Linked DNA regions of Salmo salar: region 1 is linked to region 2. Evidence: chromatin contacts called from public Hi-C data. All regions are on one chromosome and are shown on one strand. The core of a region is the stretch at or near the end of the contact, and the rest is flanking DNA. Distances in the headings are between cores, read along the strand shown.

The links. Hi-C and Micro-C count contacts between places; a contact is called where the count stands out from the background.
Region 1: a Hi-C map of gill shows a contact between it and region 2, with 3 times the contacts expected there. The contact joins the enhancer-like site here to the promoter of LOC106586650 in region 2. A contact is called at or near these places in 2 of 3 Hi-C or Micro-C datasets (gill and muscle).

What each region holds. Positions count from the first base shown.
Region 1 is chrssa25:34,269,691-34,276,348 of Ssal_v3.1, forward strand. It overlaps LOC106586650 (glycogen synthase kinase-3 beta), which reads left to right. Exons shown (of 11, transcript XM_014174159.2): 4 at 2,572-2,682; 5 at 2,791-2,921; 6 at 3,132-3,238; 7 at 3,403-3,500; 8 at 3,804-3,911; 9 at 6,586-6,658. Among protein-coding and RNA genes, the nearest start is that of LOC106586650, 47 kb to the left of the region's middle. Within about 2 kb of position 2,206, at least 5 of the 13 cell types and tissues checked have an H3K27ac peak or open chromatin away from gene starts, as enhancers often do. A contact at or near this core is called in gill, where this site is marked.
Region 2 is chrssa25:34,223,846-34,230,353 of Ssal_v3.1, forward strand. It overlaps LOC106586650 (glycogen synthase kinase-3 beta), which reads left to right and starts at 2,614. Exons shown (of 11, transcript XM_014174159.2): 1 at 2,614-3,506. The coding sequence starts at 3,419.

The DNA of each region.
Region 1 (6,658 bases), core at 956-3,455, 45 kb after region 2:
ATACCAGTCAGGTCTGAAGATGGGTCCTGGTCAGATGGCTCATGTCTAGTGTAGAGTGTAGTGCCACTAGTAGCAGACTAACAGTTGTGTTAGCTGTTAGTAGTAGCTGTGTTAGCTGTTAACGGTTGTTAGCTTTTAGCAGCCTTGTTGCTGTGTTAGCTGTTAACAGTTGTTAGCTTTTAGCAGCCTAGGAGCTATGTTAGCTGTTAACAGTAGTGGTAGCTTTTAACAGCAGTGATGGCTCCAACCAGGAGCGTAGCACTAGCTGTAGTAATAGTGTTAGCAGTAGCAATAGTGTTAGTAGTAGCAATTGAGTTAGCAGTAGCAATAGTGTTAGCAGTAGCAATAGAGTTAGCAGTAGCAATAGTGTTAGTAGTAGCAATAGTGTTAGCAGTAGCAATAGAGTTAACAGTAGCATTAGTGTTAGTAGTAGCAATAGTGTTAGCAGTAGCAATAGGGTTAGCAGTAGCAATAGGGTTAGCAGTAGCATTAGTGTTAGTAGTAGCAATAGTGTTAGCAGTAGCAATAGTGTTAGCAGTAGCAATAGGGTTAGCAGTAGCAATAGAGTTAGGGCTATGTGGAGTTATGTAAGGTCTGGAGTCTGGACTGATTAAACACTGTTCCGGTCCACTCTTTACCCACTTACACAACACACGTCAAACACAGTGCGAGTTTAAGAGCTCTATCACACAGTGGCACTGTGAGATCACGGCATGCCTCTAGGTTTGGCTAAGCCTTGTCTCGTGTACAGTTGGCAGAACTGAGAGGTGTGTGTGTGATCAGTGCCCAGGTACAGAGAATGGGGGAGGAGAGGTTGTGCAGACGGGTACCAGTCTGCAGCTGGCTGGCAGTGCCAATATCTTTACATGTTTTTGACAGTATACCAGGCGTATGCATTTTAACAGTGCTCTAGTCTTCCGAGATGATTATGTACCCTGTGTTCAGACGTACAATCTAGTGTGAATAAAAGCATTCTGAAATGAGTGCTAGTTCTCTCTCTCTCTCTCTCTCTCTCTCTCTCGCACTCTCTCTCTGACTATCACACTCTTTCCCTCTCCTTTCTCTCACTCACATGCAGGATTGGTCACTTGAATACTGTAGCAATCCTCGCTATATGACATTTACATTTACGTCATTTTGCAGACGCTCTTATCCAGAGCGACTTACAAATTGGAGCCACGTTACAATTCCCACCAAGTGGGTTAACCCTATTGGCGCGATGCGTAGTGTGTTTGCCTTTCACGCCAGTGACCCGGGTTTGCTTCCCTACCCTGGTGTTCGTTACAATACTTATAATATGCATTACCGCCAATGTTGGGAGACTTTAGTACAGGCCCTATGTTCCTCCAGGAACCAAGAGGATTAAGTGAGTTAAGTAAGTCAAGGTATTAGCTGGTAAAGGTGCAAGGTTTAGCTGTGTTATTGAGAGGAAGTGCCTTTGTAGTGAGGCAGGAAGTGAGTCATCACTGCTGTTAGGCTAAATATAGCCTGCTGGGCGCTACGCTAACAGCAGGAGGACCCCGGAGTCTCGCTTTCTCTGTAAATCCTACTGTTATCAATAAAGTATGTGGAAGAAGTGTGAACACCATCACCTTTAACCTGTATAAACCAGGCTGGATGGCATGTCTTTTGTGTGTGCGCGTTTGCGTGTGTGTGTGTCTATAGACTACGCGTGAGAAAGAGAAAAGGGTCCAGACGGGTCTATTCTAGTGGACAGAACTGTTTCAGACTGCCAGTCTGTTCAGAATCCATGATAACACTAGCTCAACTGAACAGCCAGCTAGCTTCTCACGCTACACTCTGTCTGCTTGGGTTAGTTTGCTGACTGGCTCTGCTAGAAAATGGAACAGAGGGAGTAGAAAACAAAGGTTTAGTTAGGAAAGAAGGTACACTCATAGACCTGCCTTTCACTGCAACCTTCTTTGGGTATCTCCAGAGGCATTATGGGTAAAGTCTGAGCTCAAAGATGAAGAACGGATGGCATGTGACGTCACGGCAGGCCATCGACCTTCACTAATCAGATCATAGGAAAAGGAAGAGGAAGAGGAATAGAGTGGTAGGCTTGGTATAGGGGTGGGGTGCATTAGGGGGACAAATTACATCCTTTAGGGCTCACTGAGGCCCAGACGAGCACTTCCTGTCTCCACCCAGCCCCCTGGTGCCCTTGGCAGGAAATGACATCACTGTCTGCGGCAGTGCATCACGTCAAGAGGGTGGTGACGCAGGCGTGCTTTTCCTGCCCTCGGGGGAAACACTACACAATGGAGCACAGTACAGACACAGTGACATCATCACACAAACAGGCTGTTTCCTCGCTGTCACCACAGCAACCAATGCTTTAGAGAGAGAGAAAGAGAGATGGAGAGAGAGGGAGAAGACAAGACAAGAGAGAGAGACATGGAGGGAGAAAAGAAATGCAGACAGTCTATGAGATGGACATGGGCATGCCAGAGTGAAGTGTCACTGATCGTCAAACAATAGTTACATTGTCTATGTGTGTTGCCTAACCTCTCTCTTTCTCTCTCTCTGTCTCTGTCTCTCTGTCTCTGTCTCTCTCTCTCTCTGTAACAGAAGGATGAGGTGTATCTAAACCTGGTTCTGGACTATGTTCCTGAGACAGTCTACAGAGTTGCCAGACACTACAGCCGAGCCAAACAGACTCTGCCCATAGTCTATGTCAAGGTGTGTGTGTGTGTGAGTGCCTGTGTGTGTGCACACTATGTTGCCATCATGTGTATCCTCTGCTTTCCATTTCTAATGTGTGTGTGTGTGTGTGTGTGTGTGTTGTAGTTATATATGTACCAGTTGTTCAGGAGTCTGGCCTACATCCACTCGTTTGGGATCTGCCATCGGGACATCAAGCCTCAGAACCTGCTGCTGGACCCCGAGACGGCTGTGCTCAAACTCTGTGACTTCGGCAGGTCAGTTTGAACTTTGTGAAAGAATTTGCAGTTGTCATTAGCTTTGATTGGCTAGGATTAGGATTAGGATGAGGATGATGATGATGATGATTATGGCAGTGATGTTAATGATAATGAAGATGACTATGATATTGATGACTATGATGATGATGATGATTGATGAGGAGTATATGTGACTGACAGTGTGTGGTGGTGATGTTGTGTCTCCAGTGCTAAGCAGCTGGTACGTGGAGAGCCCAACGTGTCCTATATCTGCTCTCGCTACTACAGAGCCCCCGAGCTCATCTTTGGTGCCACCGACTACACCTCCAGCATAGGTGAGCTAACAGCTAACCGCTTACAGCTAAACCCAATTGAAATTCATATACACCCTAGCATATATAGGCTAAATGCTAACCCTGTTTAAAGTCAAACTACACCTCTAAAGCAGGTATGCTAATCACAACATCTTCCTGCTTTGCATGCTCCGCCCCCTCTACAGATGTGTGGTCAGCTGGATGTGTGCTAGCAGAGCTGTTGCTAGGGCAACCAATCTTCCCTGGCGACAGTGGAGTTGATCAGCTGGTGGAGATCATCAAGGTACTGATACTAGCCTGTCAGTTAGGATGTCTGTCAACCAATTCTCTCTATTTCATTGAATGAAAGTTGGCACACTCTCACCTGTCTCTCTCTCGCTCTCTCGCTCTCTCTCTCGCTCTCAATTGTCCCTCTCCTCACTGCTCATGCACTCTCCTCTCTTCCCCCTCTCTCTCCGTCTCTCCCTCCCTCCCCCTCTCTCCCTACCTCCCCTCTCTTCCCCCTCTCTTTCTCCGTCTCTCCCTCCCCTCTCTCTCTCCATCTCTTCCTTCCCCTCTCTTCTCCTCTCCTGTCTCTGTGCTGTAGGTTCTGGGGACCCCTACACGGGAGCAGATCCGAGAGATGAACCCCAACTACACTGAGTTCAAATTCCCCCAGATTAAGGCACACCCATGGACTAAGGTGAGTCAACAGGTACAGGAACTCTTTTACTACTCTACAATCCACCCCCTCCCCTAGCATCATCTCCCTGTGCTCGCCTCGCCAGCCTGCCAGACATTCATCTCTGCCATCCCATATATCTGTATCCCCTAATATCCAAAATAAACCCCTTCACCTAGACACTTCATGATGAGCCCCACCTAGATTTGTAAGGATTGGATAGGTGTAAGCTTGCGTCTAGCCCCACTAGCTTACTGGTAGGCTAGCTGGGGTTTCTACCATATTGCTTACAACCATCAGATTCTTTCTAATCTGCAAGGGCACATGACGAAGTCCTCAGGTCAGGTCGGTGATAACCTCAAGAAACAGAGTTAGCAAAGAGGACATTGTCACAGTATTTGAACAGGGCCCAAGTCAAATGGCAAATGAGCAGTGTTGTAGAGCAGGTCCTCGTGTCATCTCCCTAAACTCCACCTTGTGCTTGTTCTCTAGTACTGCATCCTCTAGCCACCCAGTCTCTGTGCTGCCTGTCTAGATCAGGGATGGACAACTCCAGTCCTCGGGTTCTGATTATTGTCATACTTTTTCCCGAGCCCCAGCTAACACACCTGACTCCCAATAATCAACTAATCCTGATCTTCAGTTTAAAATGCAAATAGTTCAATCAGCTGTGTTTGCTAGGGATGGGGAAAAATTTGACAACACTCCAGCCCCAAGGACTGGAGTTGCCCATTACTGGTCTAGAGTCTCCTACCCTGCTCCTGTAGGGCGCTCTTTACACTTGAACTGGACAAATACAGAGGACAATCTATGGACAATGAGCCCTCCTCGTGGTTTTAACAGACGCACAAAGTTTATAATATACAGTCGTGGCCAAAAGTTTTGAGAATGACACAAATATACATTTTCACAAAGTCTGCTGCCTCAGTTTGTATGATGGCAATTTGCATATACTCCAGAATGTTATGAAGAGTGATTAGATGAATTGCAATTAATTGCAAAGTCCCTCTTTGCCATGCAAATTAACTGAATCCCCCAAAATCATTTCCACTGAATTTCAGCCCTGCCACAAAAGGACCAGCTGACATCATGTCAGTGATTATCTTGTTAACACAGGTGTGAGTGTTGACGAGGACAAGGCTGGAGATCACTCTGTCATGCTGATTGAGTTCGAATAACTGACTGGAAGCTTCAAAAGGAGGGTGGTGCTTGGAATCATTGTTCTTCCTCTGTCAACCATGGTTGCCTGCAAGGAAACACATGTCATCATCATTGCTTTGCACAAAAAGGGCTTCACAGGCAAGGATATTGCTGATAGTAAGATTGCACCTAAATCAACCATTTATCGGATCATCAAGAACTTCAAGGAGAGCAGTTCAATTGTTGTGAAGAAGGCTTCAGGGCGCCCAAGAAAGTCCAGCAAGCGCCAGGACCGTCTCCTAAAGTTGATTCAGCTGCGGGATCGGGGCACCACCAGTACAGAGTTAGCTCAGGAATGGCAGCAAGCAGGTGTGAGTGCATACTTTTACCCGCAAAACACCAGTCTCAACATCAACAGTGAAGAGGCGACTCTGGGATGCTAGCCTTCTAGGTAGAGTTGCAAAGAAAAACTATATCTCAGACTGGCCAATAAAAGATTAAGATGGGCAAAAGAACACAGACACTGGACAGAGGAACTCTGCCTAGAAGGTCAGCATCCCGGAGTCGCCTCTTCACTGTTGACGTTCAGACTGGTGTTTTGCGGGTACGATTTAATGAAGCTGCCAGTTGAGGACTTGTGAGGCGTCTGTTTCTCAAACTAGAGATTCTAATGTACTTGTCCTCTTGCTCAGTTGTGCACCGTGGCCTCCCACTCCTCTTTCTATTCTGGTTAGAGCCAGTTTGCGCTGTTCTGTGAAGGGAGTAGTACACAGCGTTGTATGAGATCTTCAGTTTCTTGGCAATTTCTCACATGGAATAGCCTTAATTTCTCAGAACACGAATAGACTGATGCGTTTCAGAAGAAAGGTCTTTGTTTCTGGCCATTTTGAGCCTGTAATCGAACCCACAAATGCTGATGCCCAGATACTCAACTAGTCTAAAGAAGTCCAGTTGTATTGCTTCTTTAATCAGCACAACAGTTTTCATCTGCGCTAACATAATTGCAAAAGGGTTTTCTAATGATCAATTAGCCTTTTAAAATGATAAACTTGGATTAGCTAACACAACGTGCCATTGGAACACAGAAGTGATGGTTGCTGATAATGGGCCTCTACGCCTATGTAGATATTCCATAAACAATCTGCTGTTTCCAGCTACAATAGTCATTTACAACATTAACAATGTCTACACTGTATTTCTGATCAATGTTATGTTATTTTAATGGACAAAAAAATAGCTTTTCTTTCAAAAACAAGGACATTTCTAAGTGACCCCAAACTTTTGAACGGTCGTGTATTTTTCTATGTATATCACCCTCACCTTTGTGCCGGCCCTTGTCAGGTTAGTTAGGTAATATCTGTAACATTCAGTAGTTAATAATAATTACATTCTCTCTCCATTTCATATCTATAAGCAGAAACTGAAATCCTCCTCTCTCAAACCTGCTATCATGACCGCATACATCATTGTGTTCATGATACTAGTTTGAAATTGATTGGTTTATTGATTCTAGTCTCACCTTTGTGATTGGCTCCCTGACTCGTCATTGCGTTGGATTGGTTGCTAGGTGTTCAGGCCGCGCACGCCCCCGGAGGCCATTGCCCTGTGCTCTCGGCTGCTGGAGTACACGCCCACCTCGC
Region 2 (6,508 bases), core at 1,364-3,863:
ATCCAACACTGGAACTCTTACAAGTCAAGGTAAGCTTTTGGTTTTATTAATTTATTGGCACCCGGGCCCGCCGGTGTAACTGCTAAACTTCTTGCTAACTGTACACTGTACTGTATGATTGTAGTGGGCTTACTAACATGTTAGTTCTAGTAGCTATTTTGTTGACTTGACGTTAGCTAATTGGGTAACAACAATGTAGGCTGTGTGTAGCGGTTAGCGGTTATGATATGAAGGTTTGGCTTGGAAAGGTTTTTTCGCCTGGAAAATGTGAGTATCATGTAGTAAGTAGCCTATGCCTATTGATGTTACATTGAGCCGGGTAATGGAATATGAATGACAGTCATCCAGTATGCTGTAATAGAAGTGAAGCCATGCTAATAAATAAATACATTGTCCTCCCTCATTTTAAACGGCACCGACCGCCACTGTATACCATGTTGATATGATATCTGAGTGAGAGTGACAAACAAAAGCAATGGGGGCCCCCTGGAGGTCAGGGCCCCTGCATCCATAATTGCATTTGCATATTGGCATACAGTTAAGCAGAGGTGTTTTCAGGATTTCTACACATGGGGAATTTTTTTGGGCAGAAAATTTGCCTTTTATTCATTTTTAAAATTTATTTTCACCCCAATTTCGTGATATCCAATTGGTAGTAACAGTCTTGTCCCATCGCTGCAACTCCCCTACGGACTCAGGAAAGGGGAAGGTCAAGAACCATGCATCCCACAAAACACGACCCTGCCAAACCACACTGCTTCTTGACACACTGCTCGCTTAACTCGGAAGCCAGCCGCACCAATGTGTCTTAGGAAACACTGATCAGTTGGTGACGAATGTCAGCTTGTAGGCGCCCAGCCTGCCACAAGGAGTCGCTAGAGTGCGATGGGACAAGGAAATCCCAGCCGGTAAACCCTCCCCTAACCCGGACGATGCTGGGCCAATTGTGCACTGCCTCATGGGTCTCCCTATCACGGCTGGCTGTAACACAGCCTGGGTTCGAACACAGTTCTGTAGTAACACCTAAAGCACTGCGATGCAGTGTCTTAGACTGCTGCGCCACACGGGAGGCCTAAAATGCACCTTTTATAAACACATTTCATGCAATTCTATGTAATTTACATGTTAGAAGATATTAACAGAATATTTATTTAATACCACACAAATTACCAAAATGAGTGGTTACTCTGACAAACTGAGAGCAATAAAAACAACCTGGTCTTGAATGCAAACAATAGCCCATGCTATGAAGAGAGACACAGATTGTACACTATTAGGAGGAATTTTCACTGAGTTTACAAAACATTAAGAACACCTTCTCCCTTTTGCCCTCAGAACAGCTTCAATTTGTCGGGTCACGGACCCTACAGGGTGTTGAAAGCGTGCACAGGGATGCTGGCCCATGTTGACTCCAATGCTTCCCACAGTTGTGTCAAGTTGGCTGGATGTCCGTTGGGTGGTGTACCATTCTTGATACACACGCAAAACTGTTGAGTGCGAAAAGCACAACAGTGTTGCAGTTCTTGACAGAAAATGGTGCATCTGGCACACATACACAACCCATGTCTCAATTGCCTCAAGGCTTAAAAATCCTACTTTTAACCTGTCTCCTCCCTTTCATCTACACTGATTTAAGTGGATTTAACAAGTGACATCAATAAGGGATCATAGCTTTGCCTGGATTTAACAAGTGACATCAAGTGAAATCAGTTAATTGAAATAAATGCCTTCTGTCTGTAATAAAGCCCTTTTGTGGGCAAAAATTCATTCTGATTGGCTGGGCCTGTTTCCCAAGTGGGTGGGCCTATGCCCCCCATGGCTGCACCACTGCCCAGTCATTAGGACCTATTTTATTTCAACTGACTGATTTCCTTATATGAATGCTAACTCAGCAAAATCTTAGAAATTTTTGCATCTTGCGTTTATATTTTGTTCAGAACTATTTAGGCTACAATTGAGAGTGTGTGATAAAGTGTTTGGAGACATGATCATTTCGACATTACAAAGAATTAAAAAAATACAAACATGGCAACACTGCTATGTTGCACTGAGTCTTGCTGTTGGAAAACAACATACATGTACGACTTTCGGCTGTCCCAGATGCACCTCCCCCAACTTCACTCCTCGATTTTCGTCTGCAGTCGGTTGCTTCAGCCTTACCACTCAAACAAGCCCATTGATTCTGTTCATTTGACTGTCACGGGTCGCCCGTAAAAAGTGGCGTTAATTGCGCGCCTAATGCTATTGGGTAGATTACCGGTTGCAGCTTTTCAGCCATTGGTGCACGTACCATTTCTCTCAGTTGGATTGGCTGAGACTGCTATCAATCTCTCTGACTACCCCCCCCCCCCCCCGATTAACGCCCATTACCCCAGTCACAATAACGCACGGACACGAGCTTCCGAACACCAGGGGCGGTGTCAAGCAAACTATGCCATGTGTTCTACAAGAACAGCGTCCTTATTGGTCTACAGTACGGGGCTCTCGGCCCATCGCCAAGGGATACGCTTCGGATTGGTTGAATCGGCAACCCCCCTTATACCATTGCGCGTGCACTTTTCTCCGATTCTCAACAGCGGTTTATTGGCGTAACCCCGTCTCCACGCGCATAGAACCAAGCCTCACCATTTACGCAAATAGCGTTACAAAGGTTCGTAGTGAATAAGACAGCGAGCCCGAAACCGATGGGGAAGGAATAAAATATAATACCAGAATCGTCGGGTCTGACTGGAACTGTTCTTTCCAGAGGAACGAAGTGCACAAGACCCGATAGCCAACTGGAATAACCGGATTTGGACGTCGCGGTGTGTGGAGTTGGGACGAGTTTGCAGGGTCGTGGAAATCGTTAATGTAAAAATTGAGCAACTGGCAGATTTTTCGTTTGAATCGTCGGTAGGGTAGAAGAGCAAGGGAGCCGGCATGGCGGACGGATCGTTGAGTCTCCATCGGAATATGAAGAGGATCTGCATGGTCCTGGATCTATAGGAATATACAGCAACCATTCCCCATTAACGCATTATCTGATTGTTTCACTTCTGTAATTTTGTACTCAACTGTGACCAAGTTAGGGAAATCAAACCAGCAGTGGGTTCATTTGGGGGCCACAGGGCCAGATTCATGACTATTTAGTCGAAGACGCGCCTCCAAGGCCTATAATCAACTGAAGGAAAACGAGGAACCAAAGGAAGAAAGGATGCTTTGAACGACTATTGGGGGACGAGAAAGGGTAGATTGATAGGTCAAAATAACGACTGTGAAGGCTCGTGGAGAGGAGTTGATAAAAAAATAATATTGTAAATAATCTAACATTCAGATTAAGGAACTGTCATTCTTTGAATGCAAAGGTTTAGAAAGAAATCTACCAAGCCACCAAAGTTACAATCACGTAGCATACAGTATTTGATTCGAGGATTGGATCATGTCGGGGCGGCCCCGAACCACCTCCTTCGCGGAGAGCTGCAAACCAGTGCCGCAGCCCTCGGCTTTTGGCTCTGTGAAAGTCAGCAGTAAGTCTACAATTTTTTATAATCAAACTAATTTGCCTCAATTACCTGCCTTGCGAATGAAACCAATTTAAACTAGTTTTGGCCTTGTTCAGCACGTTGACTCGACGCCAGGTCTGATAGCACAGGCAGGCTTGTCATTCTGTGTCACTGGCTGAGATTGTCAGGCGTAGTGTCACCCTGGTTTCTGCGGGAGAGACCGCTGTGACGTCCGACTCTAGGCTGGTCAGCAGACAGAGGTAGAGGGCCGCGCCTGGGAGAGAGGGGCAGGGCTGGCAACCACCCAAACCAGCATAGTGGCGAGTGGCATTACAAAGCATCGTGGTGATTTGCCTCATTTGCAGATTCATCTAGGTGTCCATTCCATTAGATCACAACGTGTATTTCAACCGATTACTGATCTCTAGTCGAATGGAGCGCCTGGTTTAGGGTCATGACTAGGCACACACTCTTATATTATTATTACATGGGGATATTTTGTATATATTACTTATTTATATGTAGTTTTGCTTGCTTTGCGAGCAGTTTTCTCAGATAGTATTAATTTCTTAGCAGCCAGATGCAGCAAGTGACAGGATCGGTCTATTACACAACTGTCAATAAGAAGGTGTGCCCATGCAGAATTTGACTGGGGGGGGGGGCGGTGGTGGCGAGGTGATGGGGATTTGATCTTTCAGGGTAAAGGGGCGAGTTTCTCGTTTGTGTAAACTGAGTTGTTGTGGAATTTGGGGTGCGTTCAGTTCGCATGAACGTTTGCTACGTTGCGGATCGGATTGTACTGAATGGCACGTTTTCCTTAAACGTTATTGAACAGACTTTGAGATACGTTTGTTCTGTTGGGTGGGTGTGCCAGGGTGTGACTTGAAGCAATGAGTGACATATTTAAAGGGCAGCGGTGCATTTTGAACCCACAACCCAGGATGGGGTTGTGGCAGGGTGGCGTTGGGCTAGTAACTGAAAGGTTGCAAGTTCAAATCCGAGCTGACAAGGTAGAAATCTATCATTCTGCCCCTGAACAAGGCAGTTAACCCACTGTTCCTAGGCCATCATTGAAAATAAGAATTTGTTCTTAACTGACTTGGCTAGTTAAATAAAGATAAAAAAAAAAAAACTCTCTGTTTTTCAAATGATCGTTCAGTACAGCAACGTTTCCGTTCAACTGAATGTTCCAAAATGTAAAAATGATCGCCAGATCGCCGACTCCACTGTCAACACATCTATGTGCCACAACTAGAAGCACAAGCATTTCACTACACCTGCAATAACATCTGCTAAACACCTGTATGTGACCAATTTGATTTGAATTGACAATGTATCAGACTGAAGTTGCTACAATATTGCCATCCTCAATGTGCTCCTGGGCCAGGATATATGCTCCTGACAACTTTAATGGTGTTTTAAACTGTTGTCAAAATAAAATAATAAAGCCTATGCTTCTGATGCCTCAGCCTATAGTATACATATAGCCTGTAATTGTATTTAGCCTATTCCTATTACACATAGACAGTGGTGCAACTTTGGTTTTAGAAGTAGGGGTGAACATAATTTTTTTTTTTGTATATATATTTTTAAAATCCAGCCGGATAAACACTCCATACAGCATACCCGACCGCTCGGAGGCATCTGCATGGTCCTGAATGAAGCACACCGTTGCCTCGTTTTGTATCACATTCCAATGATAAAACTTGGGGGCGACAAAAATGCTATTTCATAATGTGGTGGTGGTCCTCAGTGAAAGTTGCATCCCTGCACATACACATGCATCAGACATTTACACACCTGCTCCTCAGAGTTCAGATGTTGACATACTTCAAACCCAGCCTTGCTTTACATACAGTACCATTAGGCCTATCACCTTCTGCATTTCTGTAAGTCTCTGTGTGTGGGCTACCTATTTGGTAAAAGACCAAGTCCATATTATAGCAAGAACAGCTCAAATAAGAAAAGTTAAACGACAGTCCATCATTACTTTAAGACACGAAGGTCAGTCAATACAGACATTTTTTAGGACTTTGAAAGTTTCTTCAAGTGCAGTCGCAAAAACCATCAGCGCTATGATGAAACTGGCTCTCATGAGGACCGCCACAGGAAAGGAAGACCCACAGTTACCTCTGCTGCAGAGGATAAGTTCATTCGATTTTTGGTTCCAATCGCCATGTCTTTGTGAGATGCAGAGTAGGTGAACAGATGATCTACGCATGGTGGTTCCCAACGTGAAGCATGGAGGAGGTGTGATGGTGTGGGAGTGCTTTGCTGGTGACACTGTCAGTAATTTATTTAGAATTCAAGGCACACTTCACCATTATGGCTACCACAGTATTCTGCAGCGATACGCCCTCCCATCTAGTTTGTGCTTAGTGGGACTATCATTTGTTTTTCAACAGGACAATGACCCAACACACCTCCAGGCTGTGTAAGAGCTATTTGACCCAGAAGGAGAGTGATGGAGTGCTGTACCAGATGACTTGGCCTCCACAATAACCCGACCTAAACCCAATTGAGATGGTTTGGGATGAGTTGGACCGCAGAGTGAAGGAAAAGTAGCCAACAAGTGCTCAGCATATACGGGAACTCCTTCAAGACTGCCAAGAGTGTGCAAAGCTGTCATCAAGACAAAGGGTGGCTACTTTGAAGAATCTGAAATATAAAATATATTTTGATTTGTTTAACACTTTTTTGGTTACTACATGATTCCATATGTGTTATTTCATAGTTTTGATGTCTTCACTATTATTCTACAAAACAGTAAAAATAAAGAAAAACCCTTGAATGAGTAGGTGTGTCCTAACTTTTGACTGGTACTATATATAAAATAAATAAATATCTAATACAAAAATGTAATAATGGTCAACGTTCAGAATCTAATCCATAAATACAAAAATATTGGTGGTATTTATATTGTCTATATGCCATTATTATAATAAAATTATACAATAGTACATTTTATGTTTCCTCCCTTAACTTGTAACAAGCTGTTACTTATTATGAGGCCAAATCTATCACAA